7 separate regions of the Mus musculus genome follow, and all the other regions are linked to region 1. The links are chromatin contacts, called in public HiCAR-type and promoter capture Hi-C maps. All regions are on one chromosome and are shown on one strand. Each heading gives the region's core, a stretch centred on a gene start, on an enhancer-like site or on the middle of the called end of the contact. The rest is flanking DNA. Distances are from core to core; before and after follow the strand shown.

Evidence for each region. Promoter capture Hi-C pulls out the DNA fragments that hold promoters and counts their contacts. HiCAR-type assays count read pairs that join an accessible place to other places.
Region 2: a promoter capture Hi-C map of hippocampal neurons shows a contact between it and region 1, with 12 times the contacts expected there. The contact joins the promoter of Tyw3 here to the promoter of 4930570G19Rik in region 1. A contact is called at or near these places in 5 of 39 promoter capture datasets (the 3T3-L1 cell line, cranial neural crest, embryonic stem cells and 2 more), 2 of 115 datasets of contacts at active chromatin or transcription factors (VIP interneurons and astrocytes) and 1 of 9 other capture datasets (embryonic stem cells).
Region 3: a contact with region 1 is called in a promoter capture Hi-C map of hippocampal neurons, with 11 times the contacts expected there. The contact joins the enhancer-like site here to the promoter of 4930570G19Rik in region 1. A contact is called at or near these places in 8 of 39 promoter capture datasets (the 3T3-L1 cell line, cranial neural crest, hippocampal neurons and 3 more) and 2 of 115 datasets of contacts at active chromatin or transcription factors (SST interneurons and forebrain).
Region 4: a contact with region 1 is called in a promoter capture Hi-C map of hippocampal neurons, with 16 times the contacts expected there. The contact joins the enhancer-like site here to the promoter of 4930570G19Rik in region 1. A contact is called at or near these places in 8 of 39 promoter capture datasets (the 3T3-L1 cell line, cranial neural crest, hippocampal neurons and 4 more), 5 of 484 Hi-C or Micro-C datasets (cerebral cortex, cortical neurons, forebrain and 1 more) and 9 of 115 datasets of contacts at active chromatin or transcription factors (SST interneurons, VIP interneurons, astrocytes and 6 more).
Region 5: a promoter capture Hi-C map of hippocampal neurons shows a contact between it and region 1, with 6 times the contacts expected there. The contact joins the enhancer-like site here to the promoter of 4930570G19Rik in region 1. A contact is called at or near these places in 7 of 39 promoter capture datasets (the 3T3-L1 cell line, embryonic stem cells, hippocampal neurons and 2 more), 1 of 484 Hi-C or Micro-C datasets (cortical neurons) and 1 of 9 other capture datasets (embryonic stem cells).
Region 6: a promoter capture Hi-C map of hippocampal neurons shows a contact between it and region 1, with 9 times the contacts expected there. The contact joins the promoter of Fpgt here to the promoter of 4930570G19Rik in region 1. A contact is called at or near these places in 7 of 39 promoter capture datasets (the 3T3-L1 cell line, cranial neural crest, embryonic stem cells and 4 more), 3 of 484 Hi-C or Micro-C datasets (cerebral cortex and cortical neurons), 7 of 115 datasets of contacts at active chromatin or transcription factors (VIP interneurons, astrocytes, embryonic forebrain and 4 more) and 1 of 9 other capture datasets (pancreatic islet).
Region 7: a contact with region 1 is called in a HiCAR-type map of astrocytes, with 3 times the contacts expected there. The contact joins the promoter of Cth here to the promoter of 4930570G19Rik in region 1. A contact is called at or near these places in 1 of 39 promoter capture datasets (cranial neural crest) and 1 of 115 datasets of contacts at active chromatin or transcription factors (astrocytes).

Annotation. Positions count from the first base shown.
Region 1 is chr3:156,560,200-156,563,319 of GRCm38.p6, reverse strand. 4930570G19Rik (RIKEN cDNA 4930570G19 gene) reads left to right here and starts at 1,633. Exons shown (of 4, transcript NR_040399.1): 1 at 1,633-1,844. It overlaps Negr1 (neuronal growth regulator 1), which reads right to left and starts at 1,526. Exons shown (of 7, transcript NM_001039094.3): 1 at 968-1,526. The coding sequence starts at 1,125.
Region 2 is chr3:154,595,524-154,598,643 of GRCm38.p6, reverse strand. It overlaps Tyw3 (tRNA-yW synthesizing protein 3 homolog (S. cerevisiae)), which reads left to right and starts at 1,546. Exons shown (of 6, transcript NM_172474.5): 1 at 1,546-1,791. The coding sequence starts at 1,618. Cryz (crystallin, zeta) reads right to left here and starts at 1,933. Exons shown (of 9, transcript NM_009968.4): 1 at 1,360-1,933.
Region 3 is chr3:154,690,683-154,693,802 of GRCm38.p6, reverse strand. It overlaps a transcript of Erich3 not described here. Among named protein-coding and RNA genes, the nearest start is that of Erich3, 19 kb to the left of the region's middle. Within about 2 kb of position 1,427, at least 151 of the 459 cell types and tissues checked have an H3K27ac peak or open chromatin away from gene starts, as enhancers often do. A contact at or near this core is called in SST interneurons, forebrain and hippocampal neurons, where this site is marked.
Region 4 is chr3:154,815,374-154,818,493 of GRCm38.p6, reverse strand. The region is part of intron 23 of Tnni3k (TNNI3 interacting kinase); the gene reads left to right. Among named protein-coding and RNA genes, the nearest start is that of Gm20389, 110 kb to the right of the region's middle. Within about 2 kb of position 1,598, at least 90 of the 459 cell types and tissues checked have an H3K27ac peak or open chromatin away from gene starts, as enhancers often do. A contact at or near this core is called in SST interneurons, VIP interneurons, cerebral cortex and 7 more, where this site is marked.
Region 5 is chr3:154,926,420-154,929,539 of GRCm38.p6, reverse strand. The region is part of intron 17 of Tnni3k (TNNI3 interacting kinase); the gene reads left to right. Among named protein-coding and RNA genes, the nearest start is that of Tnni3k, 130 kb to the left of the region's middle. Within about 2 kb of position 1,574, at least 18 of the 459 cell types and tissues checked have an H3K27ac peak or open chromatin away from gene starts, as enhancers often do. A contact at or near this core is called in hippocampal neurons, where this site is marked.
Region 6 is chr3:155,091,933-155,095,052 of GRCm38.p6, reverse strand. It overlaps Fpgt (fucose-1-phosphate guanylyltransferase), which reads left to right and starts at 1,675. Exons shown (of 4, transcript NM_029330.2): 1 at 1,675-1,754. The coding sequence starts at 1,697. It overlaps Lrriq3 (leucine-rich repeats and IQ motif containing 3), which reads right to left and starts at 1,619. Exons shown (of 8, transcript NM_028938.2): 1 at 1,383-1,619.
Region 7 is chr3:157,923,362-157,926,481 of GRCm38.p6, reverse strand. Cth (cystathionase (cystathionine gamma-lyase)) reads left to right here and starts at 1,419. Exons shown (of 12, transcript NM_145953.2): 1 at 1,419-1,616. The coding sequence starts at 1,452. It overlaps 1810013D15Rik (a long non-coding RNA gene), which reads right to left and starts at 1,274. Exons shown (of 6, transcript XR_867796.2): 1 at 1,136-1,274; 2 at 236-379.

The DNA of each region.
Region 1 (3,120 bases), core at 384-2,883:
AGACAAGAGGCAAAACTACAGACAGAAGAGAAAGGGAAGTGTGTGTTGGGGGTTGGGGGGTGCACGTGTGGAGTGAGTGTGGAGTGTGCATCCTTTAAACACTGGGGGGGGGGGTTCTGAGTGTGAATCATTTCTCACAGGAGGGAAGTGCCAGTGTATGAGAGGATGGGAGAGCTGAGAGGGAGTGTGCTCATAAAATCGAGATTTATGGGATCTGAATATGGTACTGGACCTTGAGTGTGGGTGTGACAGAAAAGTGCATGGGAGGCAAAGCTGGAGACAGATGATGGTCTGGGAGGGGAAGACAAGGGCTATGGTGAGGACCGGAAATTAGTGGAAAGGGAAATCTGGAAAAACAGGGAGAATAAGGAATGACAGGAACTAAGGTGTGAGGGAAACACTGGGAACACTATAGCATAGGAGTAAACCAGAGACTGGAGGCAATAGGGGTGACTGAAGAGGGAGTTGGAGAAATGGGATAGGGGACAGAGGAAGAGGGAAACACAGAAGGAAAGCAGCTACAGGAGGGGGAAAAAAGCTGAATGGAATATTTGGATCTTACTGTTCAAGTGAGAGGGAAAATAAATGGAGCACAGAGCCAGCAGTTGAGAAAAGTCGCTTACGGAGTGAAGCAGAAACAAGCCCTGTAAACTTGTCAGACTCCTGGAGTACCGCTGGCAGCAGAGCGGAGACCTGGCTCCAAAGTGGCACCTGCCCCTCCTTCAAGCCCCACACTTCCTAAGCCCGGGCTGCTTGGAAAGCGCTTTTCCCTCTCTCCCTAATCCAGCCAGACCCCTGCCCCGGGGTCCGAGAAGCCCAGGAAGGGTCATGCGTGGCTAGCCTGAGGTGTGGTGTTTTTGCTCGTGAGCAACAGCAGGATTCACTCTGGGTGTAAAGCAAGGTGCAGAGAGGGAAAGGGACGGAAAGACAGACTGAGGCAAGTGTAGAGAGGGCGCGCGGTCCCTACCTGAGCACCGCTGTGTCACCTTTCCTCACCAGCATGTTGTCCACGGCCGCCCAAGGGAAGTCCACGCTCTGCCCGGCCGGGAGGCAAGAGCACAGGCTCAGAAGCACCGCCGCCAGCCACTGGTTCGAGCAACAAGCGCCCTGCGCCAGGAGCACCATGTCCGTGCCTGCCAGGCTGCTCGCTCTCCGGCAGCGTCGGCTCCCACCCCCTGCTGCTGGCGAGGCTGCCCGATAACCAGGCGGCGCGCCACACGAGATTTTTTTTCCTCTTTTCCTTTTTCTGAGTGGGTGGGTGGGTTTCTTCTCTTTCTCGCCCCCTCCCTAGTTGTCGGGCGTAGTTTCCCTCTTTCCCCGGCCTCGCCTCCTTTCTGCTCCTCTGCAGCTTGCCTTCCCTCCCTCCCCTCCCGCCCCCTGGCACCGCGCTCCACCTCCTTCGGGGCGCCCGGCCGCGTCCGGAGCGTGGCTAATCCCTGGCGGCCGCACACCGTCCTGCGAGGCTGCGAGCAGAGCGCGGGAGGCGGCGCAGGCAGCGCGGGGCGCAGCAGCGGCCGGCGGCCCCCGGGCTCGCGCGCGTTGCCAAGCGGCCGTTTCCGTAGCAACCCCGCCCAGGGATGGAGGACCAGGCAGGGAGGGGGGCCGGAGAAGCGAAAGAGATAGATCAAAAAGAGGAAAGAAGAGGGACTGGGAAGCTAGGGCGACTGAGGATACGCCGAGGTCTAGTCCGGCTTGGCAGCGCGAACTAGAGAGCTTTGCGAGCCGCGGGGCTGGGAAGTCAGGGCATAAGGGCCAGGCCTGCCCTCTGGTGCTTTCGGCTCCTCGGGCCCCCGACTTTAAAGTGCTCAAGTTGGGGTCGGCGCCATCATGACGCCTGAGACTGAGTGAGTTGGCTTTTTTTGTTGTTGTCTTGTATTTTTTTTTTAATCCTGACTAGCTAATAGCGCTGTTAATAAACTGCCAGTTAGCTCTCTCTTCTCTCTCTTCCTCTCCTCTCCTCTCCTCTCCTCTCCTCTCCCCTCCCCTCCCCTCCCCTCCCCTCCCCTCCCCTCCCCTCCCCTCTCCTCTCCTCTCCTCTCCTCTCCTCTCCTCTCCTCTCCTCTCCTCTCCTCTCTTCTCTCCCCTTCCTGTTTCCTTCCCTCCGTTCCTTATTTTTCCTTTAGTGGGGGTATTTCTTTTCACCCTCTCTTGGAGATAAGCAGGGATTGTGGCGGCGCTGCTGCTTTACGGGGACAGTATAGTGATTCGGGCATGCCGACCGAAAGCTAGTGCGTGTGTGAGTCCGCCTGTGCGTACTGGAGAACGCCTGCCCTTCTCTGTGCGTCTTGATACTAACTTGCGCATGAGTGTGTGTGCGCGTGTGGTGTCAGCACAGAGTGTCCACTTGTGAGAGGGAGATGGAGTGTGCAGGGCGCGTGCTGGGCCCGGGAGCGCGCGACACGCAGGCGCAACGGGAGGGATGGGCGGGCCTTACTGGGATGCAGAGTTGGAGGAGGCTGCAATCAGTGTTTTAATTGTGTGGAGCTAGGCGGTCCTGTTATGTAAGAGGCAGTTTAACCCATTTGAGCCTACTGGGCGGAAGGCTTGCGCATTCGGTTGAAGCCAAGGCATTCCTCGGCTTTAAAGAGTCCCAGTTGTATTTTTTTTTTTCACCGCCTCCCAGTTGGGGTGGACCTGCATCCTTTGAGCAGTAACCTCAACCCCTCAAGGGGCAAGCAGTGTCCCGCGGATCTGCTAGCCTACGCCCAGGTCAGGGCAAAACAGGGTACAAGGCACGGGGGTCACCCCATAGTCCACTCTTCCCCCCCCCCCACCCCCTTTCTGGCACTCATTTTCAACCCTAAGATCCTAGAGGTCTTCCAGGCGATTTGCAAATCAATGAGAGAATCTGAATCCAGAACAGCGATTCCAGTGCCCATGAGGAGTTTGGGAAGCTGGTGGTTAGAAATAACTTACCCTCACCACTTGGTTTCCCCCACCTTCCGCCTGTAGCGGTATTTACAAAACACATTCGTCTTTCACTGGTGCTCATTTGAACTCCTTTATTTATTTATTTATTTATTTATTTATTTATTTATTTTATTCTTTTATTTTTTTCTGAACGCCAGCAGGGCCCCGCGGCAGAGCGCACTGAAGCAAGGATCTCTGCAGGGGTCAGCA
Region 2 (3,120 bases), core at 297-2,796, 2.0 Mb after region 1:
ATGCACCATCATGCCTAGTTTCTTTGGTTTGTTAACTATGCTATGGTTTAAATGGGCTTTTCTATCTATCATATATATGTTGTGAAAACTGTTTATAGTACCTTGTTTTATTTTTATTTTACTTTTTATTTCTAGGACATACACAGTTAAAAATTCCTCCTCTAGACTGATTGAAACTCATTCATTGGTTTAAATGAAAGTTAAATGGGTAGGGGATATGTTAGACGTATGTATATCTTAACATAGAGTTAGTGAGTCAACTCTCAAACTCAAGAGGAAAGACATATTACTAATGAAGTGCAGAGGGCCAAGGTTAGGGCTAGCGGCAAGGAACACTTGTTATCCTCTTGCTGAGGGCTTCATTTGGCTTTCCAGCACCAACTTGGTGACTCAGGCTCGAAACCTATTCTAACTCCAGTCCCAGGAGATCTAATACCCTCTTCTGTCCTTTGAGTGCACCAGGAATACACACGGTGTGGAAAAAAGAGCAAAATAAAATAAAATTGATTTCTAGAGAGAGTTTTAAATGAAGACTAAAAAAGAGGCCTCATAGTTATAAAATGTACTGCCACTGTTCCAGAATGGCTCATGGAAGCTTGTGGCTTACTATTAACTTGGAAACACGAATAAATGATGAAAATTAAAGTATCCAGTCCAAGTCTTCTGGCTATATGATGTTGTCACGGTCTTGCTTTCACACTGATCACTCTGTACCCCTGCAGCATCTCATGGACAGGGCAGGCCCCGCTTCAGTGTGACAGAATGCTGCTTGCTACAAGCTGCATTTCCTAGGGCAGGAGCCAGCGGGGAGTTATGGTGGCTTCAGGGGCTCGAGGTGGACACGAAGTCCACACAGTGGCCTCTGCACTTTCAATCATTAACAGGTCTTTTCTGGTCACAAGACTGAGGCAGGAACTCTGGGAACTGTAAATGCGCAAGATGTAGTTAACAATGTATTAGGTTTTTCTAACTCTGTCCCTCTCTGTGTCCCTCTGTCTCTGACTCTCTCTAGGTCTCTCTTCTTTCTTTTGAAGACTACTGTAGGTGGGTGCCACTATGTCTAAAAATAGGAATAACAACGCCCACTGCATACACACCGGAGGACAGAACACAGACCTCCTCTACCTGCACCTGGGAAGTTGTGAACCCGGAGTTGGGGCGCGAGTGCCTGGGTGGCGGCAGAAATCCCCAGGCATCAGTAGGCAGCTACCCCAGTCGGAACCACCGGCCGCCTGCTGTGCAGTTCTCCAGTGCAGATAGATCTCCTGGAGCCTAGAACTTGAAAGAAAGAAAAAAAAAAAAAAAAAAGCCTCCCGGCAGACAAGAGTAGGACCTTGCTTGCGGTCCTGGGTGACTTACCCTCCTCTAGAGTAGGAAACAAAACCTCCTAAGCTCCAGAAGGTCTGTGGGGAAAGAGGTGGGCTGGCTTTCCCTAACTTCGCTAGGCTCCCCCTCTCGGTTTACGCCTGTACGGTCTGGCGGCGCACGTCTTGCTCCTGGTTGCGCCAATGGGGAACTTTGGTCCTCTCCGGCCACCGTGGCGGCAATATGGCTGCGCCCATGGAGAAGAAGGCGCATTCCAGAGCAGAAAGCCGACCCCAGCTCGCTCGCTCGCTCATGGACCGTAGCGCGGAGTTCGGCCGGTGGAAGGCGCAGAGTCTGAGCAAGGCGGACCTTAGCCGCAAGGGCAGTGTGGACGAGGACGCGGTGGAGGTGGTGGAGCTCCTGAACTCGCGGGAAGAGTTTTTCACCACCAGCTCCTGCGCAGGGCGCATCCTCCTTCTGGACGGGGTGAGGCCCGGGCCGGGGGAGGCTGTGCAATGCTAATGCGTCCTCCGGGTGATGGTGGAGCTAGCTTAAGTGGCGAAGGCTGGGGATTGGATTTACAGAGCGCTGGAGGAGCTCGAGTCTCCAAGTCCCTTCGGTCACGCTCGCCCTCGAGCCGCGCTAACCCAATCACTGTCGCTATGAGATGGGCGCCCGAAGGTTAAGGGGTCGCTGCCCCCTGGTGGCCGGTGTCATTATTACAGCCCTGGGCATTTTAGCTCTAAATGAAACAGTACTGTAGATACATGGTCAAAGCCCCTGGCTGCACGCTCTCATCCTCTTCCTGTCCCACAACACAGGATAACTAGACAACACGTGAAATAGGGTAATTTATTTCCAACATTTCTCATCGTGCCTGGCCCCATATTGCTGGTTAAAAGTCGCTAGGTTCCGCTTGGTTCTTCACGTACTGAAGTCCCAGATTATCGAGGTCTGTTCATGTTTATATTGCTTCCACCACTCCCGTTCTGTTCATGGACACTCTTGCTCACAAGCTAGCTGCCCACACCTCTTCTACAACTGCCCTGCCTGGGTTTATTCAGACGAGTCTCCAAAACACTGTTGTCTCTTCTCCAAGCCATGTTTCACAACACATTCATATGTATATGCATATGAGGGATGCATACACATATATGTATAATATATTTATAAATGTATAAATATATATGTATATACTATGTGTAAAATATCTATAATGAAAACATATTATAATTATGATTATACAAAATATAATCATAATAGAATATGATATATATTTTATATATTTTCATTTTTAAGCAGAATTTACTTTAGAAAATCCAAATTTATATTGTTCTGTAACCTGCAATCCTTTCCTCATTTTAACCAACTGCCAAGATTGAACTATTTTCTTTAGTTACTTGTCTTTGTCTTGTTCCTGTTCTTCATTTAGGAGTGGCAGAGTACTGAGAACCGAACTTAGGGTCTCGATCATGCTCAGCAAACACTCTACCACTGAGTGAAACTTCCAGCCTCCTCCCTACCTTTTGTTTTTTTTTTTTTTTAAACCTTCTAAAACAGGATCTTTCAAAGCTGCATAGACTGATCTTGAACACATTTAATAGACCAAGAACTCCTGGAACCTGTGGTCCTCCTGCCTCAGCTTCTGGAGTAGCTGTCCTATAATGCTTCCCCTATATCTACATAGCTGAGACACGACTCTCCAAGCTCCACTGTTATGCCAGACACAGAAAGAGGTGCAGACAAGCACAGTGCCCACTTAAGAGTGGCTGTCCATTCTGAGTTGTCATAGGATGCTTTCTGAACCTTGTCTAG
Region 3 (3,120 bases), core at 178-2,677, 1.9 Mb after region 1:
AAGTTAAAAAGTTGTGGAGGCAAGAGCTTCAGTCTCACTATTGATGAACAAAGCAGCCCTTCTTCTAATTCAGGCTTCATACCTTGCTAAATATTCAGGTTCTAATACCAATGGCCAGTCACCTTTAGTACCACCCAATTATAATCTTCCTCTGTTTTCTCAGCTTCTGCCAGAGGAGTATGTGTGCAGGATGCTCCCCAGTCCCACTGAGGCTGGAGGGGTATGTGTGCTATGTGTGCAGGATGCTAGATGGCCCACCCTCAGTCTGAATGAGGCTTTAGGAGAGCAAGCTGGACATTTTTATACTCATCCATTTGCTATCCATTCCTATTTAGGGAAAAATGTATGTCCCTGGTTGGGATTTTGCCTGTAAAAGGAGTCCTTCCACAACCACTCTCCAGTGTCACATAGCCAGTTGTGATAACTTGGCAGACACACCATACCCTCCAGGCTCACCCAGCATTCATGATTGCATTTTCAGACAATGACTGAATATGTTTGTATTTGGCCTAGAAATGCAGACTAATTAATTAATTGAGAAGAAGTTGTATCTAGTGAATGATGTACACACCTAGCTCAATGGTCAACTTTTCAATAGATAATTTAAAATGTCAGCCTCGTTCTGCTCAGCAAGACTCGGTTTCTAGAGAAAGGATCCCAGTCTGTACAACCAAGACTGTGGTCTTACTCTTTATGTGTGTTTGGCGTGGGCCCATAGCCCTCCGTTGTTTCTAATGAGCCTTTGCTTCTATTGAGCACATGTGGCCCAACACAAAATTATACGTGTGTGTGTGTGTGTGTGTGTGTGTGTGTGTGTGTAAAATTCCGTTTTGTAGTTCCGAAGAGTGACATCCGTACATGACAACACAAGGTCTCAACATCAGCCCAGCTATAAGAGATCAACTGACCAGGCCACAAACAGAGGTTAGCAGAGCTTTGTTTCATCCACTTTCACCGTACATTTTCAGATTTTGTTTTCGGCAATGGGTGAGAAAAGGGTACGTGACCTGGGTGTGGTGACCAGACTACTTCCTTCCCTTTGTCTGTATCAGTTGTCATAGCTGACCTTCAGTGTCACTGTTGCTGACCTGTGATCTCTCTTGCTCACTGTCCATCACTGACCCCATTTGAATCACTCCATTAAAAGGTCATGCCATTCACCTAAACCTACCAATCACTGATCACTGTCCAGACCAGTCTAGCTTTCTGTCTTTCTTTTTTTTAAATGATGGGTAACCCCAGGTTCCTGGTGCAGAAGGTCTGCTCTCTGAATTCAGGGACTGGAAGAGTGCCCGAGAGGAAACAAAGCATGCTGTGTTTGTGTTTGTGCTGGATTGCTTCCCAGCTTCCACGCACAGCCGCTTCCTTCAGAGCCTGGTGCTGAGTCACTGTGAGCCCTGCTTTCCCAGATGCGGCTTTTCAGCACATATCCCGGAACCCTCACCACCCACCAGGCAGGATGTATAAACAGGGATCTATAGAAACGAAACTCAGCAGTTCCGAACAGTTCCTCCATCTGGCCCCAAACAGTATGTCCCATAGAAATCTGAAGCAAAGCAGAGGCACAATCACCGTCATTAGTCACCAACATTTATTGAGATTGCTGATATTTTTAGATCATTCTGTAAGGGAGGGTGCAGAGACGCTACTGTATTCAAAAGTCCCAAGCCAGCCAGAGATGTGCACGTACAGACCTTATGTGCCTATGTGAACTCACGTTTGATCTCTACCAATACCATAGTCTAGTTCACCCAACAACACTGTCCAGTCCAGTGTCTTTGTGGCTCAGTCCTTATAGGTGCTTGCACACAAGCTTGGCGACCAAGATCTCATGCATGCCTGCATGTTCAAACGCATTAATTAATTAAAATTGCGTTAAGGGTTCTGAGAGATGAGCAACAAGTAACACGCCAGCTCTTCCCAATTCTAAAATGGGAACCTCCCAAACAAGGTGACAGTCAGGGCCGGGAGCTCCTTCTGAAGGCAATGATCCCTGCTGGAGCCCAAGGAGGAGTTCATTTCTCCAGCCTACAGCAGTCTTTCCCCAACCCACTCCCCACCCGCAGCCCCCTCACCCTGTATCCCTTTGGGAGAGGTTGGGGTAGATAACTGTTAAGACTCCTGATGCTGCTTGGTCCACCTCCCCCAATATCGGCTCTGTCACTGGAGCAGGTAACCTGACTTCCTCTGCCTCTGTTCTTCCACTTTCACAAACACTGCCCTAGACACAGGTCCATCAAGTGCTCTGCCAGTGCTCTGTGTTGTTCCACAACAAAGATTATTTGACCTCCAGTTTCAAATAAAGCATTTCCTCAGTTCCATGTGAGGCTACATTAGAACGGCTTTAACATATGTAAGGTTCCAGCGCTCCTAATCTAAGTACATGTTCACTAACAAGATGCAAACCTTTTCCCAACCAACTCTCTCATGCCCTTCAGTGCCATATTGGCTTTTCTTCTGTACCTGTTCATATTGAAATCAACCGGGTGGGAATCTAGGATCATTAGGAAAACAAATCTCTGGTCATGTCTGAAAGAGAGCTTCTAGATTATGTTCATTCAAGTGAGAAATCCTGTTTTAAATCTGAGTGGCACTGTCCCATGAGATGACGGAGGCGTGGGCTTATATAAAGTAGGAAGCAAGTTGAGCACCTGCTTTCACCTCTCTGCTTCCAGATGTGGGTGCAAAGTGACCACCATCTACCAGAGTGGACTGTACGCTCAACTGTGACTCAAAGTAGCCCTGACCTTCACAGGGCTTTTGCCAAATGTTCTGTCACAACACTTGAGACCAATAAGGAATGGACACACCTAGCATGCACCTCAATATGCTGTGAACTCTGCCTGCTATGCAGCTCCAACCCCAACACACCTATAGGAGCTTAGGACAACTTCACCCTGTTTTCTGTGCCGATTTTAGCACACTTTGGCTGTTACTGCAGGCTACCACAGTGTTTCAGCAGTACTGATTTGTAGTAGAGTTAAAGCTTCCTCTTCCTTACTGAACTGGGGCATCACAGCATGTTATGTCTCAGCCCATTGCATGATCTCCACCCTCCAGACTCCAGGAGTATAACCACCACAGCTGATGGATGAGACCACCATGGAAATACATAATGAG
Region 4 (3,120 bases), core at 349-2,848, 1.7 Mb after region 1:
GAGAATCTCGCTATGTGGGCAGGCCAGCCAGTCTGCTACCAGCAACTGCCAACTGCAGACAACAAAGGACGCTGTCTCAAGCAAAGTATAAATGGGAAACCAAAACCGAGGCTGTCCTCTGACCTCCACATAGTCACCATGGTACATGCACAATGCCATCTCTACACACAAAGACACACACAGAGAGAGAAAGACATACACAAAAGCGCGCACAAGGGCACACACGCACAAAACAAAAGTTAAAGGAAGTAGATGTTAAAATTATTTCCATGAAGGTTCAAAAATCTAGAATATTCATCGGTAGTGCAAAAGCCACTTAATATTTTTTTATAAAAATTCTTTATTCAGCACAGCCCCTGGTATCACACCTGTAAAGCAACACAGTGGCATTTGCCAACAATTCCCAGATTCGGGAGTGAAATAAAGATCCCACTGTGCCAAGGACTACCCTCAGACCTCTGGGATTCTGCTTTCTTATCTTTCCACAGAATCAGTGAGAAGGGGCCCCTGCAGGACTCCCTCCCCTGGTGAGAACCCTAAACAGCACTGTTAACCTCACTTATAAGTTGGCTTGCTCACTGGCGCCATCTGGCCCTCAGTGGGGGCGCTGCAGGGAGTGCAGCGGCGAGAGATTGGAGAAATCCCCCTAACAAAGGCATACAGCGTCAAAGTTAAGGAGTGAGGAAAAAATGTCAATCTGTCCCTGACTTTTAAAAGCCGCCCTTAGATTGAAACAACCTTTCTCTCTCTCTGTGAAAAATGTCAAAGAAAGAATATCAAACAAAATATTCTGTTCAGAAGAAGTGCTGGGAGAATGGGAAATTAATGAAAGGGGAGATAGAAGAAAACCCTGTGCCTGTGTAAAATCGGTACTTCTTAAAGAGAAAGCTTTAAGGACCAGGAGTTACGCCACATATAACGCATTGCACGAGACTGAGAAAGACTGAGAAAGTGACATATTTAGGTTACAACGGCTCAGTCGAGCGAGCGAGCAAGGAAAGATGTCTTCCTCAGCTGGGCGGCTCTGCCACCATTCTTCAGCTCTCCCTGTCCCATGGCAAGCTTGTTAGCAGCCTGAAAGGGCCTCCCTGGTAACCGAAGGGCCTGTTCCTCCTGATGCATTTTGTAATACTAATTAACTAATTCCCAGCCACATAAAGGGAACCTGTGAAGATTCACCAGAGGCAAACTGCTAAGCAAATGATGACAGACTTCTCCATTTTCAATTAGACGGAGTGGCATATTGTGACAGCAACAAGTGGACCGGGCTTTCTAATGACAAGGGTTCTGTGAGGGTTCCATTCCTGGAAATGAAAAGGAAGCCTGGGCCACGTGTCTACCCTTGTGCACATCAAAGCAAAATTCTGCCTTTGGTTCTGTTTGTGTGCCACCGAATGTAAGATTTAATCCGAAATGCCGCCTTTTGAGACTGCTTCTGTTCTCTGGAAATGTCTGACAGGACACGGCACAGGGACCAGAGAGAACAGCCAGCCTAATTAAACCGGTACAGGTAGCACTGCGCTCAGCCACAGCAGCCCTGACTCCAGCCAGCCCCACCCTGCACCAACCGACTCCACTGTTTGTGTTACAGATCTCTTGCTCACATGGCAACTGTTGCTATGTTTGCAGTAATAAGTGGGTGATGCTAGTGTCTCAGTAATGACTGTGTTACAAGAGCCATGATTTCCAAATGGGTTTTTGAAGCTGCTCACACAATGGCACTGCACAGAGTGACAGCTTTAATTTCCATAGATTCTCTTTCTTTTCACCTTTAGTATCTTCTGTATGGACCGAATCTAACCCCCGTAGAATAGCAAGAGTGACAGCTCTCTTCCTTTGGCTCACTGATATTTAAAAAGGATGTTTGTTATTCTAAAGGAGCATTGTTTCTTACTATCTCTTTAGAATCTATGGTATTCAGTATTTCTTCTACTTAAGTAATAGCAATTAAAGCTATCAGAAAACATTATGGGCCCAGGAAGAAAGCCGCTCCTGTATTAACTACAGGAGAGAGAACAGCATCTGCTATTAATATCTATGACATTAGCTGGATGCCCACATTAATGAGCAGATGTTTGAAGAGCTTCAATCTCAAATAAGTCTGAAAAATTCATGAGTGGGTATTTTCCATGCTGCAGATTCTCTTTCACAAAGACAGTGAGCAGATGAAATCTGTTTTGTTTCCTGATCGTGATGAAGTGCTTCCTTCCCAGTAAGTGTTGTAGCACTGCTCCTTCGGCAGAGGTGGGCCTTATCTCAGCTCTGGGGGAAATATCTAGAGTGGGTAGCATATCATTGCTATGCCCACTGATAATAATATCAAACTAGCCAAACCATGGAAGAAGATACATTGTGTACTCTGATCATTAGCCACCTTGGTTGAGACATTGTGAATTTTTTCTAGGCCAGTTATAACACTGCCAACCACAGCTCTTCCGCGTGGCAGAACCATCAACCTTCAATCAGTATTCCCCAAATGAGCAGGCTGAAGCCAGAAAGGATGAACAACCTGCTGGAGGCTTTACAGTTAGTGAACAGCAGGGCCATGATCTGAGCCTGGATCCAGTTGACTCTAAAGTGTGTGCTTTTCACTCCTTGCTGAGGAATTGTGACAAAGAGGGGGGCTGTTCTCATACTACTCCCCCACATGACCACAAAATCCCTCCCTGTGTGGGGTTTCAGGTTTCAGGACCCACCTCCATACTGAGGCAAGTGAGTATGCACTTGATTCTCACTGTGTGGCCCCAGGCAGCAGCTTCCACATCTGTGGTAATCTGTTGGAAAGACAGACCGGCCCAAGGAGACAAGCTAGCCTCAGTCTGCTCTTTAACTAGCATCATACAGGTACGTGCCTGAGAATGTACAACAAGATCAAAGGCATGCCACTGCAGTCTTTAATGGATCAAGATGCCCCTCGCCTCCATAGCTTACTTCCTGCAAGTTGTAAAGCCTCCACTTAGAAGCAGTTCCAGCCCCAGGTGTCCATGAGACTGAAAGTGTGACTGCCTCCTTTGCAGAGGCTGTTTCTATATTAATTCACTGACACATCCTTGTGACTTGTGTCTGCAATACCAATGGATACAGTCCATGGCAGGAAAGAAATCACTGATGCCTGTGGCA
Region 5 (3,120 bases), core at 325-2,824, 1.6 Mb after region 1:
ATGGTAGCTCACAACCATCTGTAATGAAATCTGACTCCCTCTTCTGGTGCCTCTGAAGTCAGTTACAGTGTACTTATGTATAATAATAAATACATCTTTTTTTTTTAAAAAGGTGTATGTATATGACTACATTTATATTATATATAATTTCACAGGTAAACATATATAGTTCTGGATTTCTGTGACAACAAGTACTTAAAAGCTGGTTCTACATTTCCTGCAACTATCATAATATCATTTGTTTTTATGGCTGAACAAAATTCCATTGCATATAAGTAACATACTTCATCCATTCATCTTGAAGTTCAATTATTAGTTAGGTACAAAACATAAAAATGGCTTTGGGAAAGTGGGGACATATGTTCCTGGGCCAGAACATGGTCCAAATACCTGATTGATTATGTGCAAGAACATGAGCTACACCGTTCAGCTAAAGCACTCGTCTGCACACGTTGGTAGCCCACACCAGTCAAAACGCACGCACACCCCCTTTTACCTTTAAGAAAGAATATTTAAACACAAGCTATGACTTCAGCACACAGAGCACTTTGCTGTGTCACCCGTAGCAGAAGGGCACCTCAATGATTATGAATGACAAGTTACTCTATCCTCCGTGTGAACCTGCTCAGGTGTTGCTGTCTGGCCTCCACTCCGACTTGCATTTCTGACTTGGAAGCCTGGCTCTTTGTCCTCGGCTCCCATAACTTGCGGGAGGAACCATTTTCTTCTGACTTTTCAGTTCCTACCCATTATCTAAACAGAAATTCTCCATCCGCCTCATCTTGACTTTCTCTGTGTGGATACTCCAGCGCCTCTACAGTCCTCACTGCCTAGTTTCCAGAGGCTGATTATGTCATAAGTACCCTCAGCAAACTTCGTCTGATTTAAGCTTCCCCAGCTGGGAACAGCGGCGCAGCCTGATTCTGTTTCCCTTCTCCGGTGCCATAAGACTATGAGGCCTGAGTAGTTAGTTCTCTGTGCGTCCACAGAAATAACTTAAAATGTCCTCTGAGAGCCACTTAAAATCTCTCCTCTCTTACCTGTTAGAACGACTCATTTAATTTTTCACTGCATCCACTGGTCCTAACAATAGTTGTCTTATGCAATACCTCATTTACGTAACCTCCCTTCGATACTAAGCCCCTTCATATCTGAGGGTCCATACTGGAATCAGCGGCACCCATCTGTTATCCACCGGTGTTGGAGAACAGACCTGCCGCAGGCCATCTCCTGTGTTGAGTACCATCAGAACCCTCAGCTCAGCCAGCCCACACCTGGAGGCGGGTTCTAAGCCACCTCTGAATCCTGTGTCTTTAACTGAGCACGGAAAGTTCCGAGCACGAGTTCTGTAAAAATCCATGTTCAATGTTGGTTTTCTAAGGGATTTGGTTTTTTGTCATTTTCCTTAACACAACAGAGCTACCCCTGAGCCGATGATCACATCCAAGTCAGGGCAGCCTGCTGCTTCGCTGGCTTGGAACTCTCTTTCCTTCCCTCACCCAGGAGCTGAGTGTGGAGGGGTAGGAAGGTTGCCTCTCTCTGCCAGTGCTTCCCCGAGGCTGCTGCGAGCTCACTGACCTCTAATTTGCTAGAGCTGCTGGTTCCCTACTCAGCTGTCTTCCATTCTCCAGAGACCCTGCCTGTATAAAGGAGGCTTTTGAAAATGTCAACAAAACCTTCTCTCTGTCTGGCCTCATTTCTCTCTGCTCTGGTTTCTTAGGAGACTCGGCGGATACCCCCTCAGTGTCTTGTCGATTTCCTGAGCAGCTAACCTTTCCGTAATGATATTAATGCTGCCGCCGCCGGCATCTCTGCCTTTCCCACTCCTCCGTTTCCAACCCCAGCTTGCTGAAATGCATTAATGTTGGATTCTTACAATTCTAAAGTTTCAGTACAATGTGTGAAAGGACCCAGAGTCAGAAATAATCGTTAAAAAGCGGGGAGTAAGCTTGATAACTTGATAATTCTCTCCTACTGGTTATATTTCTAGCAGCTACTACATAGCATGAATTTGACACATAAAACATAACAGTGCATTGATACCATTTGAAATACTTTCTATTTATAAATACTCAATCAGCCTGGGGAGAAAGCCACTTGCCAGGCACATAAACTATCTTTGCCTTTAGCTATAGTTGATCATGTATGGTAGTCTGCTAGCTGTGGGTATCATGCCTTTGAAAGTTCAGAGGACAGGGGAGCTGAGAGCCCAGGTGTAGAACCCAGTCAGTACACATGTGAATAATCTCCCCTCCTGTAATCTTCTCTAACCTGTTCCAATGGAACTTTCCTTAGCAAGAACTCTCAGAGAACAATTATACCTGACTTCTTGGATTTAAATGAGAGAATACATTAGCAATCATCATCTTTCTGAAAGAATATTTTACTATTCAATAAGGTTTTAAAAATTACTATACTTAAATTTTGTACAAGAGGGTTGAGCCTGCTACAGTGCATCTGCAGTTAGCAGAGTACAATTTGCAGGACTCTGTCAGTTCTCTCTTAGGTCATTTGGCTTGGTGGCAGACACTCGAACCCACTGAGCCATCTCTCCAGTACAACCTAATATTCTCCAGTGTCACCTGAGCTTCTGATGGTCTGTCATTTTGATCACATTCCCTTGGTTTTGCTTAGCATGCTGTTGATGAGTGAACTCTCACATAAGACTCTGGGGAATGCCTGGCTTACATATAGATATTTTCTGCAAAGAGTGGGGGAAGGTTGCAGACACATCCTGCCTTCATAGATATCTGCAATCCCCTTGTACGTCAAGCATCCATCAGCAATCCCATTGCGTAGACTCATGGCTGGGGCAGAATCTGACTTAAAGGTGCCTCCTCAGTGACTCTCCAGAAGACTCATTCACACAGTGATGGGGATGCTTATCTTGTCCTCACTCAGTAGCTGAGTGACAACCCTCATGATGCAAAAGAGCCATCAGCAGCACATCCTGGCAGTCAGAAAGTCTCAGATGTGTTTTCATGGGGACTATGTGAGGTGTCTGCATTCTTACGCAGTTTTCCTTCCCAGAGGCCAACCAGCTCGCCCAGCAGTACAGCTCAGCCAGCATCCAGATTATTGTCAAGACGATTATTCTGCCCTTGTTTAACAGTGACAGGA
Region 6 (3,120 bases), core at 426-2,925, 1.5 Mb after region 1:
GCTGTAACAGCACCCAAGGCCTGCACTAGCTCAAGACAGCACATTTCAGCATGGAATGGAAAGGTGGGTGTGAAGTACTATATGAGAAATTTAAATTTGGTTAATTTGTTTTCCACTTATAAGAATGTTTGGTAGGTACTCAAATATGTAGGCCTTTTTGACCTGTATTATTCCCTTTGGACCTCAACCTCCTCCTGTAGTTGAAAATAAATTCCCTCTCCATTCTGACAACTCACAAAATTGTCTAGCCAGCCCTGTCTTGATCTCCAGAACCACATACATGATGCACAGACACACAACAATTTCTACTATATTTGCACTAGTTTATTCTACATATCCAATATTATTACAGGTCTTCTCTTATGACTTCACTATGCTTCCCCATACATACCTTTCCTCAGCTCATTTAAATGTCATGTCATCCACTTTCAGCATCTTTTAGTAATTTCTCTCACAATCCACACTTATTTATTGGACAGGTGTTGTTGGTTAAGTGTTTCTATAATCTAAGCAATTTCTCTCCATCTCCCATTATTATCTTTTAAATTTCCACCAAATCTTTCCTGTTTGTGTTACTTTAGTAGACTCCAAATAAAGCTCTGCTTATATTCTTGCCATACCCACCAACATACTTCAGTGTGTCTGTGCCCTTTAAACATAAGGCAGGTCACCAAAAACCTGGGATGACTCCAGTTCACTCAAGACTATAAATTACAAGCTCTGACTGCTATTGCTGTTATTATCTATCGGGCCTTTCTGTATTTTCTTAATTTCCTTCAGCCGGAGTGTATTGTGAAACAGTTATCTCCTCCCCACAAATGTGTCCACTTTAAATACAGAATTAAATGCTGAGGTCAAGGCTTTAAGTGAAAAACTAAGCTTACTCAGAAACTTAAAAGTTCATAGGGAGCTGCTATGCAGAATTCTGAGTTAGATTTTAAAGAAGAGAAGCTTCTCAAGTCAAATTGTAGTGGTAAGATTTCTGGGTTTCAGACTGAAATGGCTTCCTCAAATAGCGTTCCTCTCTATGTACTATGTGAAAGATTAAAGAGATCAACCTGTAGTACTCGATATAAACTTATGCACTCTACAAGAGAAACACATATAACCACTCTATGAAAGTGTATTAAGTAAGACTGGTTCTTTCCAATATCTGGCACCTTTGGTTGAATCTCCTTGAAGCAAGTGAACACAACAGAGTGTGCAGTGCTGGCTAAAGGCGCTAGTTCAGTACTGGGCCTGGGAAGTTGGACAACTGAAGGGTGCAGAGTAGTCTGGCCCACCAGAAAGCATCCCACAGAGCCGAGCCTCTCTCTGGTTCAGGGGCCTGGCCTCCCTGGGAGGCTTCTGACAGGAATAGGAGCTCCGTGCGGGCAGGTCACCTCAGCATCTGGGTGGTGGATCCACTAATGGTGGGTGGGTTGGTCTTCTCGGTCGCACCGCGGGTTGTCAGACACGGTAAGGCAGGAACCCAGAGCTCCGCACAACCCGACCCCGCTAGGTGCCCGCCCATCTGCCCCACAGATCGTTGCCCAGGAAACGCCGCTTGCGCACGCTCACGCCATCCTAGCTTTTCAAGTCTCAGGGCGCTTCCAGGGCCGCGGTGACGTGGAGAGCATGGAGGAGGCGGGGCGGGGCGGGGCGGGGCGGGGTTTGGAGTGCGCGTGCGTGCTAAGTGTGCTCCCGGAAGTCGGCCATGGCGTCTCTCCGCGAAGCCACCCTGCGGAAACTGCGCAGATTTTCTGAGCTGAGAGGTACCAAGGCGGAACTGAGTTCTCTGCCCCCCTGCACGGAGAGCGCCTTCCCAAGGACCCCGCGCAGCTTCCTGTCCGATACCCCTTCCTGTCCGCTCCGTCCTGGCCAGGCCAGCCAGACTTTTCCCTTTTTCCCTTTTCCTCCTCTCTGTGCGAGCCTAAACTTAGATGTCAGGAAGGAGCAGTAAGAGAATTACCAACGGGAAGTAACACTGGCTTAACTCAGTGGTAGAAGACCTTTTGCTTAGAGTCTGCAGTAGTCGTTACCTTGTTTCTTTTCTTTTCCCAAGCCCCGCTGCTTAACTCCACTTTATTCCAATGTAAACCCCAATACGGAGGCAATCATGGCTTTAAATTTGATAATGTAAGTTTGGGGTACAGCTGTCTGGTAAAATTGATATTTATGAGTGCCTAAAATGTACGGTCTTATATTTGGATACCAGAATGATTGGAACTATTAAATCCAAGCTAACATGTCTGTCTCTCTCCTCTCCTTCTCCCTCCCCTTCCCCCTCCTTTCCTACCTATTCCTCCTTCTTATCTCAGTCCCTCCCTCCCTCTTTATCTTTCCCCTCCCTCTCATTCTCTCTCAACTTGTTAAAAACCTTATTAATATTTTTGCTGATTAGAGGGTTCCACTGATTCTTGAAAGTGCAATTTGTCATTTAATGAGTTCATTGAGAAGTTTAGTCCTGGGGTTTGTGTTGTATTCTGATTGCTTATATAAAGTGTAGTTTGATCATCGTTAATAAAAATATTAGAAGCTAGGACTGGTGTCGCAAGTCTGTACTGTCATCTACTTGAGACGCTAAGGCAGTAGGAACGAGGTTCAAGACCTACCTGGATTGCACAGACAAATAGACGATGATAATTGATAGACAGATAGATAATAGGTAGATCGATCGGTCGTGTGGTAGATAGATAGAAAATAAATATGAGTTCAGAGCCAATCTGTCAAGTAGTGGAAGAGTCCATGATTCACTGAAGAATGAGTCACCAAAGAATGATGCCCCAGATTCCAACAGTATGTAAACACAAAGAGTATTTATTCTGCAGAAGTCCAGCCTTCTGGGTCTCCCATTGCCAAGATAGAGAGACCCTGAAGTGAACTCGCAGGACCAATTTCAAGCACATTAGAGGAGTTCTGGGTTAGGTAGGCTTTGCCTTCCTCTATCTCTAGTCAAGTGCATTAGTGAGAAGGGGGGAAGTATAGAATAGAACTTCAATCTGTAACTGAATGTGAACAATCACTTGCAATAGCTTACTACCTTTGAACTAGCCTGTCTCAACCCTGTCAAACGTAAGATACTAAATTAATTAAATAGATAAATGAAGGATTATGAACATAGCTCAGTGATAGAGCTGG
Region 7 (3,120 bases), core at 170-2,669, 1.4 Mb before region 1:
GTGCAAAGACCCTGCGTCAACAGGGAGGTGGAAGACTGTCCTCTGACCTCTATGGGTGTGCCACACATTCCTCTGCACTCTCAAATACGATAAACAGACAAGTATACAAACAAATAGAAAACATCCATGTTTGTATAACCCAGGGCTTACCAACTGTACTTAGAACTGGACTCAGAACTGTTTCAGGCCCTTCTACTCCTCGGTGTTTTCTGTGATCTCATCAAAATGTACTTACGTCTTTAGAGATGGCTCAGGGAGCAAGAGCATTGCCCGCAGGAGCATTGGTTCCAGAGCACCAGGGCTTGGCTTTCTCTCCCACACGCAGATCACATCTGTTTCCAAATGCAGTTCCAGGGGAATCCAACAGCCTTTCTGACCTCTGTAGACATCAAGTATGCATGTGGTGCAATACACACACACACACACACACACACACACACACACACACAAACACATCGTTAAAATATACTCAGGCTGAGAACATACTTTAAAAGGAGAAATACTAATCAAGCAAGCATGGTAACCCGTTAGTGTTTCAGAGGCTACCCGCTTCCCCTGTGCCTCTGGCAGTGTACACTTGGTTCTGGAAGGTGATTGTGTCTGGAGCTAATTTGAAAAGCATACTGATTGTGTTTGCTCTTCGTAGCTTTTCCAAACCGTAGCTTTTAAAATCAGTTGTTTATTCCTTAACACCTTCCAAATTCGTTCAACAGTGTTTCAAAGTTTTAGGTTCGGGCTGGTGAGATGGCTCAACAGGTAAGAGCACCCGACTGCTCTTCTGAAGGTCCTGAGTTCAAATCCCGGCAACCACATGGTGGCTCACAACCATCCGTAACGAGATCTGACTCCCTCTTCTGGTGTGTCTGAAGACAGCTACAGTGTACTTACATATAATAATAAGTAAATATAAATAAATCTTAAAAAAAAAAAACAAAAAAAAAAACAAAGTTTTAGGTTCGACTTCCCAGGTACAGAAACTCCTTAAATTCCCCAGTTCTCGGACAAGGTGTAAAATTAGGTCAAAGCTACGTCTTTTTGGGAGCAAAGCTTGGGCCTTAAGGCCTGATCTTGGCCAGAGTAGAGACGCGGGCGCTGGTGGCACAGCTGTGGCGGTCCTCAGATCCGAGGGAAGCACCTGCCTGCGTGACCCTTGCCGGAACTCTGGGGCCACGCGAGGCTGCTGGAGGTTGCGTCCCTATCCTGCAGACAAAGGGGATCTCTGGGCTGAGTGCTGCACCTCAGTGCTGAGGTGTCCCACGTGGGCACTGCTCTGTGCCACTGGGAGGCGGGGCAGGAACGATCGGGGCAACACCTCCACTGCCGACCAATAAGCAGGGCCGCTGCCTAGGGACCAGCGATGATTGGTTGCGTCGGCCCCTCCCCACCCTGGATATAAGCGCCAAAGTCCAGAAGGTTTTAGCCAAAGCAACACCTCGCACTCCTGCCCCAGCATGCAGAAGGACGCCTCTTTGAGCGGCTTCCTGCCTAGTTTCCAGCATTTCGCCACTCAGGCCATCCACGTGGGACAAGAGCCTGAGCAATGGAATTCTCGTGCCGTGGTGCTGCCCATTTCGTTGGCCACCACATTTAAGCAGGACTTCCCGGGCCAGTCCTCGGTAAGCAGCCGGGCAGGGCTGGGCTGACTGTGGGAGCGCTCGGGACATGCGCTCTCTGCGATTTTCAGTTAAAAACCAGAACTGTAAGTTGTTGAATTCTGTAGCATCGAAGCTACCTGCAGCCAGTCCTACTTTGAAAAATGAAGGCTCTTGGGCTGGTGAAATGGCTCAGCAGTCGTGCTGACTAGTTTTATATCAACTTGACTCAAGCGAGAGAGGAGGGGACCTCGATTGAGACAATGCCTCCAGTAGATCAGGCTGCAAGCAGGCATTTTCTTAATTAGAGATTGATGGGGGAGGATAAGTCCATGGTGGGTGCCCCCCCCCCCCAGGCTAGTGGCCCTGCGTTCTATAAGAAGTTGGGTGAACGAGCCAGTAAGAAGCCACCTCTCCGTGGCCTCTGCATTAGTTCTTGCCTCCAGGTTCCTGTCCTAACTGCTTTCCATGGTGAACTGTTAAATGGAAGTAAAATAAAAAACTCTTTCCTCCCCAAGTTGGTTTGGGCATGGTGTTTATTACAGCAGGTATATAAAGGTGCTTGTCACCAGACCTGACTACTATAATTCAATCCCATAATCTATAGGATGGAAGGAGAGAACCAACTCCTGTAGTTGTTTTTTTTTTGTTGTTTGTTTGTTTGTTTTTGAGACAGGGTTTCTCAGTGTAGCCCTGGCTGTCCTGGAACTCACTTTGTAGACCAGGCTGGCCTCGAACTCAGAAATCCGCCTGCCTCTGCCTCCCAAGTGCTGGGATTAAAGGCATGAACCACCACCTTAGTTGTTCTTTGATGCACCCAAAGGCTTGCACTCTCCCTCTCTCTCCTTCTCTCCCCCCTCCCTCTCTTCTCTCTGTCCCCAGTCTCTTTCACCCACTCCGTCCCTCTCTCCCTGTCCTTCTCTTCCTCCCTCCCCCCTCAGTCTCTTTCTCTTTCTCCTCTCTCTCACACACTAAACAATGAAAATCCTAGAATTAAGATTAGTTTCAGTCGGTATGTTCAGTTAATAGCTAATGTGTATTTATGTACCAAGTGCGTACTTAAAATCTATGTGTGTTACATGTAGAGTCTCACTGAAGGTTAACAAGAAGGATCCTAGCCTGAACTAAGGTCTCAAGTGTTCAAACTGAGATAGCTGAGATAATAGGGTTATAAGATTTAATTTATCTTGAACCCCTCCCTTCTGCAACTGACTCCATGGTGCTGCACTGTAACTGAGCTATGTAATAGTTCAAGCCATTTCATCATCTAAGCCAGCAGTTCTCAACCTCTGGGCTGTGACCCCTTTGGGAGTGGAACAACCCTTTTCAGGGGTTACATGTATCAGGTATTTACATCACGATTCCTAATAGTAGCAAAATTACAGTTTCGAAGTAACAACAAAAATAATTAGTTGGGGGTCACTACACCATGAGGAACTGTATTAAAGGGTCACAGCATCAGGAAGATTGGCAACCATTGATCTAAGTAGTGTGGCTTTGTGATTAAGAGCACATGGGTTTTAATTCT